Linked DNA regions of Pan troglodytes: region 1 is linked to region 2. Evidence: chromatin contacts called from public HiChIP or PLAC-seq data. All regions are on one chromosome and are shown on one strand. Each heading gives the region's core, a stretch centred on a gene start, on an enhancer-like site or on the middle of the called end of the contact. The rest is flanking DNA. Distances are from core to core; before and after follow the strand shown.

Region 1 (4,049 bases), core at 263-2,762, 80 kb after region 2:
CCCGGGCTGTTCTCAAACTCCTGGGCTCAAGCAATCCACCCACCGTGGCCTCCCAAGGTACTTGGATTACAGGCGTAAACCACTGTGCCTGGCCCATTAATGGTGTCTTTTAACACACAGATTTTTAATTTTAATAAGGTTAAATCCTCATAAGAAATCTGCGTGGTTTATCCTTTGAGATGGAGTTTCACTCTGTCATCTAGGCTGGAGTGCAGTGGCACAATCTTGGCTCACTGCAACCTCTGTCTCCTGGGTTCAGGTGACTCTCCTGCCTCAGCCTCCTGAGTAGCTGGGATTACAGGCGCCCGCCACCACACCCAGCTAATTTTTGTATTTTTAGTAGAGACGGGGTTTCGCCATGTTGGCCAGGCTGGTCTGGAACTCCTGACCTCAGGTGATCCACCTGCCTTGGCCTCCCAAAGTGCTCGGATTACAGGCATTAGCCACCTCGCCCGGCCTTTACATTTTTTTTTATAGAGATGGGGGTCTGCCCATGTTGCCCAGGCTGGTCTTGAACTTATGCGCTCAAGTGATCCTCCTGCCTCAGTCTCCCAAAGTGCTGGGATTACAGGTGGGAGGTACTGCGTCCAGCCTAAAATGTTTAAAGTTAGGTTTTTGCATTAGGTTTGTGTGTACCTGGAATGACTTTTGTATATGAAGTGAGACAGAGGTCCAGTTTCATTTTTCCCCATATCATCAATTGTCCTAGCGCCATTTATTAGCCCGTCGCTTCCCACTTATTTATTATTATTTTTTTTTGAGACGGATTCTCTCTGTCGCCCAGACGGGAGTGCAGTGGCACGATCTTGGCTCACTGCAAGCTCCGCCTCCCGGGTTCACGCCATTCTCTCGCCTCAGCCTCCCGAGTAGCTGGGACTACAGGAGCGTGCCGCCACGCCCGGCTAATTTTTTGTATTTTTAATAGAGACAGGGTTTCACCGTGTTAGCCAGGATGGTCTCGATCTCCTGACCTCGTGATCCGCCTGCCTCGGCCTCCCAAAGTGCTGGGATTACAGGCGTGAGCCACCGCGCCCAGCCACTTCCCACTTATTTCTTAAGGGGGAAAAGGCAATGGTTGTTTTGAAAAAAATTAACCTATCAAAATAAAATATCAGCAGTTGAAACTAACAATGTATTAATAACAATAATATTATGACCAAGTTGCGTCTACCCCAAGAATTCAAGAATGGTTTACCATTAGAAAGTTTATTGATGTAACTGATCTCATTAACAGATTAAAGGAGAATACCCATATGATCATCTTAATAGATGTACGAAAAGCATGCAATAAAATACCTATTTATTATAACTGCGAATATTTTGTGTTTTTCCTTAAAAATGCAGTGTTTTTAGGAATTAAAGTTCAGAGCAGCAAAAGTCAAACAAAAACCAAGTCTGAGCAATAGAGCTACTACAGTGCCCATCACAGTGTCTGCTCAGGTGACTTCTTAAGGTCATGTCCAGCTCTATGTTTCTGTGACCACAAATAGCATCTTTGGCAAGTCTAGTTTCAGTTGGTCTTTGTCCAGCTCCTGGATTCCTCCATGCAGGGCCTGAGAAGCCCTGAGGGATAAAAGATTAATCCGGTCCAGTGGACTCTGTGGTTCCTCAACTCCAAGTGCCCCCAGCATAGGTCGGACCTGCCTCTCACGCAATGGATCCCCTGGCGGCAACCCGAGACCGGTTCTCCTACCCGCATTCGGCCAAGTCTCTCGCTCTGCCCAGGACGCACAGATGAGAGCGCTCCGAAGACTGGTGGGTCTATCTTTCGGTCTTTCCTAATTTTCCCGTCCTCTGGGGAAAGGTCAGAGATACCTGAACCAAAGTGTGTGTGTGTGTGTTGGGGGGGGGGGGGTGTAGGTGGGGCGTGCATCTGTGCACAACCAAGGGCTTGGCCCTCCGGAGAACGCCCAGGGGCAATGGCCTCCGAGGTTCTGGCGGCCGGCAGTGGCGACCGGCGCAGGGAATCGCGCAGGGTTGCGGCTGAGGTCAGACCAGCGAGAGACAGAGACCCGCAGACATTTAGTCCAGAGACTGTAGCAAAGGAGGGGGACGAGGGGCCAGAGCCGGAATTTCGGGGGAGGACTTGGGAGCGCGGCGACCAGTCGCTTGCTGGCATTTGCGAGGGCGAATGCAGGGGCTTGGCCGAGATGACCTTGGACCAGAGCTCCCTTCCGGCCTGCAGAGATGAGCTTGGGGCTTAGCCGAGTAAGGAGTGAGCGGCTTTTCAGCCTCAGTGCTGCGGCAGAGGCGGATGGAAGATGAACTGGAGCCGTCCTTACGGCCTCGGACGCAGGTGAGCTCCCAGCGGCGGCGACAAACCCCGCGGCGGTGACCCCAAACCCCCCCCCCCGCGGCGGCGACTCCCCCCCAACACGCTGGGGCGAACTCCCCCACAACACGCTGGGGCGAACTCCCCAGCACCCCCAGCCCTTCTTAAAACCGCTGTGAGTCCGCGCATGCGCCTCAGGCGCCCTCCGCGACACTCTAGCGGCTCTGCGCTTCACTGCGCCTGAGCGTGAGTCTCAGGCCGTAGTCCCGGCCATCGTTTAGCGTTGCGCGAACCCTCAGCTGGTGCGGCCGCTCTCAGTACCCACTGCGCTTGCGCTACAGCTTCGTCTAGACGGGTTTGCTCCTCTCAAACGCTCACTGCGCGTGCGCTAGCTCCTCTTTCACAACTGGGCGCTGCGCGCTGCCCTTCCCTCCGCGCACAGTCTGCCGGCTCACCGCTTGCTAATGGCAGCCGGGGTCTCCCTGGGACAGCAAGACCTCCGCTCAGGCCCCTCTTTCGAATGCTCCATGCCCTCCTGCGATCTAGAATGGTATGAATTCTCATCCTTGCCCAGACCAGGCGTTTCAGATGAGGGATTGCGGATTTGAGTGAACTGCGCAGGTGCAGCCACCTGGGAGGCTTAACTAAGTCGTCAAATGTTCAAAAATATCGTGCTTGTATGTACAGTGGCGTTAGGTGCTAGGCTCAGATGTGCATAGGCAGGTGTTTACGCCCAGGGTCGGCCTGTGGGCCAGAGCAAGGTTGCTGGACCCTGGCATCCCAGCCCCCAGAGATGCTAAATCCTCTGCCGATCAGCCCTGACCTCAGAGGCAGTAAGCCCTCCGAGCGCTGCAATCCTGACTGCTCGCCCCCTCCCGAGACTGTTTCCCACCCCCGCCTCTTTCCTCCTCATGCTCCCTCAGCTCTGACCTGACGTCCTGCCTCACAGAGGGAAAGGGCGCAGCCAGAGGAGAGCGCCCGCACTGCACTGCCCACCGCTTCTATGGGTTCCTTCCCAATCTGGACTGATTTCTTTAGGTATTTGCATGGCACATTCCCTCACCTCCTTTGTCTTGATTTGCACTTGTATTCCTTGACAGCCTTATTTAAAATAGCACCAACTAAGGTGGGAGGATCGCCCAGGAGTTCGAAGCTGCAGGGATCTAATAGGATCTCACCACTGCACTCCAGCGTGGGCGACGTAGCGAGACCTTGTCTCTAAAAAAAAAAACAAAATAAAATAAAATAGCACCACCTGGTCCAAACACTTCCTACGCCCCTTCACTGCTTTAAGTCTCTGTAGCAGCAGCTGATGTACTATATATTTTACTTGTTCATTTTGCGATTGCTTGTCTTTCTCTGCTGGAAGGAAAGCTCTGACAGCTCATGGATTTTGTCTGTCGTTCACTGCTGTATCCCAACACCTAGAACAGTAGGATTATTGACCATAATAGGGAGGCAATAAATCTTTGTTTGCTGAATTAATGGTCCCTATCGTAGCTAATGTCTGAATGCTTACCATGACCAGGCACGGTATAGGCAGTCTCCATGCATGATCTCATTGAATTCAACAATTTCCTGTAGTCTTAGAGACCTGTCAATATCTCCTGCTACATGAGCTCAGCTGCCATCAAGCACTGTGTTCGCTGCTTCCTTCACATCTGCTGTCTTAAGGGAGCTCTCATTTCCATGCGGCCCCGTGGAGCTGTAATTTGGCCTCAATGGGACCAGATGCCAGGTTTCTCACCTGGCTTCTTCCTAAGGCTTCCAGCCTTAG
Region 2 (3,818 bases), core at 1,014-3,513:
ATGGTGAAACCCTGTCTCTACAAAAAATACAAAAATTAGCAGGGCATAGTGATGCACACCGGTAGTCCCAGCTACTTGGGAGGCTGAGGCAGGAGGATCGTTTGAGCCTGGAAGGCGGAGGTTGCAGTGAGCCAAGATCACACCATTGAGCAAGACCCTGTCTCAAAATAATAAAAGTAAATAAAAGTGAGTGACTTTAAAGAGAAGATTGCCTTTCAGGCGCGGTGGCTCACGCCTGTAATCCCAGCACTTTGGGAGGCCGAGACGGGTGGATCACCTGAGGTCAGGAGTTCAAGACCAGCCTGGCCAACACGGTGAAACCCTATCTCTACTAAAAATATAAAAAATTAGCCAGGCATGGTGGCGGGCACCTGTAGTCCCAGCTACTCGGGAGACTGAGGCAGGAGAATGGCATGAACCCGGGAGGCGGAGCTTGCAGTGAGCCGAGATCGTGTCACTGCACTCCAGCCTGGGCGACAGAGAGAGACTCCGTCTCAAAAAAAAAAAAAAAAAAAAAAAAAAGATTACGAACAGTGTAGGTTGTAAAAATTACTGCTGTCTTACTTCTCCTCGCCCTCTAGGAGTCTCTGTGGAGTCTTCTTGAATAAGCTGTGAAACATTTCCCCACCCGCTTGCCTTTCTTGGCCCAGGCTTCCTGACCACAGCCTCACCTTTGAGCAGCTCAGAGCCCTGCCTGCCAGGATGGGAGCCACTGCCTGGATCGTGGCTCTGCAGGGCCACCCATGATGGAACAGGTCGCCTGGTGAGGTGGTGAGGCCCTTCATCATTTCAGGGGGTGTACAGCAGTACTGGGTAACCCCGAAAATCAGGGATGAGACTGAAGGATCCCTTCCAGAATGTGGACACACCCCCTCCTTTGAGTCTCACCTCCTTTCCTTCTTTTTTATGAGATGGAGTCTCGCTCTGTCGCCCAGGCTGGAGTGCAATGGAACAATCTCGGCTCACTGCAACCTCCGCCTCCCGGGTTCAAGTGATTCTCCTGCTTCAGCCTCCTGAGTAGCTGGGCTTACAGGCGTGTGCCACCACACCTGGCTAATTTTTGTATTTTTAGTAGAGACAGGGTTTCACCATGTTGGTCAGGCTGCTCTCCAACTCCTGACCTCGTGATCCACCTGCCTCGGCCTCCCAAAGTGCTGGGATTACAGGCATGAGCTACTGCGCCTGGCCTCTCGCCTCCTTTCTTTCAAGTCTGAGGTGGCTAGCCTGGAGGGGTCCCCAGGGGCTTGTTGGGCCCTGACGAGGGGACACCCTGGGGGCCTAGTACTCCACTCAGACACCTCCCACAGCCTTCTGACAGCATCCTCCCCACAGCTGACCAGCTAGAGGACCTCCTGACCCCTCCACTTGTCTGCTGGTGTGGAAAAGCCTGGACCCTCCCTCTTGGAGCCTCAGTTTCCCTATCTGTAAACTTCGGTCTATCCCAAGCTGAAGGACTGGCCAGTCCCTGCCATATGCCTCACTTTCCCCTGGGACACATTTTAATATCCCTTTCCTGGCCAGGTGCAATGGCTTCCCCATGTAATCCCAGCACTTTGGGAGGCCAAGGTGGGCAGATCACTTGAGGTCAGGAGTTCGAACCAGCCTGGCCAACATGGTGAAACCCCATCTCTACTAAAAATACAAAAATTAGCCAGGCATGGTGGCGCACGTCTGTGGTCCCAGCTACTTGGGAGGCTGAGGTAGCAGAATCGTTTGAACCTGGGAGGCGGAGGTTGCAGTGAGTGGAGATCACACCACTGCACTCCTGCCTGGGAGACAGAGTGAGACTGTGTCTCAAAAAATAATAATAATAATAAATAAAATAATATCCCTTTCCTCACAGGGGCTATTGTGTCATCTTCTAGAAGGATCCGTTGAGGCTCTGAAGGGTGGGGGAACTTGCTTGTGGGTAGGACCACCTGTCACAAATTAGCAGAGGTCAGAGGTCAGGCCACCAAGGAGACCCAGTGGGATGCGCCTTCCAAAGGTGGGGGTACGGATGGGACCCATGAAACCTGACTCAGACTCTAGCCAAGTCTAAGACTTTGGACGGCCACCACCCAGAGGAGAAATTGAGACCCAGAGCGGCACGGGTTGGCCAGGGTCACCCAGCACCAGATAGGGACTTTGCCAGCCCCGGGGCAGGACCCTGTCTCCGGCCCTCGACCCCGCTGGGCCGTACCCTCCCCGTTCACCTCCCCCACCCGGGCCGCGGCTGCTAGGAGAGTTCAGAACAAAAGGCGGCGGGGGGCGGGGCCGAGGCGGGCCGGGGGTGGGGCGGAAGCTATAAGGGGCGGCGGCCCGGCGCGGCCCAGCAAGCCCAGCAGCCCCGGGGCGGATGGCTCCGGCCGCCTGGCTCCGCAGCGCGGCCGCGCGCGCCCTCCTGCCCCCGATGCTGCTGCTGCTGCTCCAGCCGCCGCCGCTGCTGGCCCGGGCTCTGCCGCCGGTGAGTGCCCGCCACTCGCCGGCCGCTCCTCGCTGAGGGGGCGCCGGGCACGCGGGCTGGGCCCAGCGGCAGATCCGGACCGAAGGGGGCGCCCCGGGTGGCCTCCAGCGCCCGGTACCCGAAACGCTTTCTGGTTCCCTCTAGGCGTGATAGACAGCGAGCTTGCAGTCCCTGGGGGTGTGAAGGGGAGCCGGCGCCGGCATCGTTCGGGCTGGTGGGACGGGACTCCACGCTGGACTCACGCTTGCTCCCAGCGTGGGGACCTGCCTCTCGCGCTCCAGCCGCGGGTGCTGGAGTGTGCGTTGAAGGAAGCAGCAGAGGGAGTGGTAACAGGGCCCCCTATTCATCGCAGGGACAAAGCCGAGCAGATCCCAGGCAGGTGTCAGCCTGCAGGTGTGTGGCCGCAGTTAGTACACCTCCAGGTGTGCGGTGGGATGAAGGATAAAGGGAGAAGGGAGGGCAGCGCTGTGCTGCGGGAAATGGGGTCTGAGCCTGGAGATGTCCCCCGCGGGCACCTGCCGGCAGCAGTTTTGGGAGGCTTGGAGCCAGGAGAACATGAGTATGAAATAGTATGAGTGCAGTGTGTGTGTGACTGAGAGGTGGCTGTCAGAAAGAAGCGGGGAGAGAAAGGAAAGGGAGAAAATGTGTGCTCAGGAGAGGAGAAGAAAGCCCAGGTAAGAGAGGACAGCAGAGTGAGGAGAGGAGGGACTGTCATGGAGTGTGTGTGACAGCTTGCATGTGTCCCAAAAGCTGCCCCTTCCCTGGGGCGCTTCCAGGCACCAGTCACAGGGCCTGGGGCCAGAGCCTGGGCCACCCCACTCCACAGCAGAGGCATCCAGACAGCTCGGGCAGGGAAGGGAGAAGGAGGGTGTGACAGGCAGGAGTCTCAGGACTGGCCTGGTGAGGAGGGAGGCCTGGCCAGGCTGGGACCCTCTGTCCAGCCACTCTGGCTCTGCTCAGGGCAGCCTTGTCCTGTGCTGGCTATGGGAGCAGAAAGGGATGGGATGGGTGGGGTAGAGTGAATAGGGGGCATCTCAGTCTGGAGTCTTGCCTCCTTCCCAGCCCCTCTTGGTTCCTAGGACTTGGGACAGAGTCAGGAATCACTGTGGGTAGACATTGAACCACAGTCTGGAAATTGGCGAGATCTGGGTTTGAACCATGCGACCCTGGGTGAATCCTGCCATGCCTCAGAATCTCACCCACTCCATCTCTAATGGGAGTGCAGGTGGGAGGGGGCAATAGTGCCTACTGCTGTGCCCACTGTTGAGCAATGAGGTGATGCCAGGCTCACTAGAAACACTGTCGCCTGTAGCTGCCACTTTGACGCTTGTGCATGGTCAATGCTGGAGCTGGGGGCCAGCTTGGGGTGGGG

Evidence for each region. HiChIP or PLAC-seq counts read pairs in DNA pulled down with a chosen protein or histone mark.
Region 1: a contact with region 2 is called in an H3K4me3 HiChIP or PLAC-seq map of stem cell-derived excitatory neurons, with 7 times the contacts expected there. The contact joins the promoter of SLC2A11 here to the promoter of MMP11 in region 2. A contact is called at or near these places in 2 of 7 Hi-C or Micro-C datasets (blood and stem cell-derived neural progenitor cells), 1 of 1 datasets of contacts at active chromatin or transcription factors (stem cell-derived excitatory neurons) and 1 of 1 other capture datasets (stem cell-derived neural stem cells).

Annotation. Positions count from the first base shown.
Region 1 is chr23:25,772,474-25,776,522 of NHGRI_mPanTro3-v2.0_pri, forward strand. SLC2A11 (solute carrier family 2 member 11) reads left to right here and starts at 1,513. Exons shown (of 11, transcript XM_063808341.1): 1 at 1,513-1,755. The coding sequence starts at 1,735.
Region 2 is chr23:25,691,511-25,695,328 of NHGRI_mPanTro3-v2.0_pri, forward strand. MMP11 (matrix metallopeptidase 11) reads left to right here and starts at 2,264. Exons shown (of 8, transcript XM_016939574.3): 1 at 2,264-2,446. The coding sequence starts at 2,339.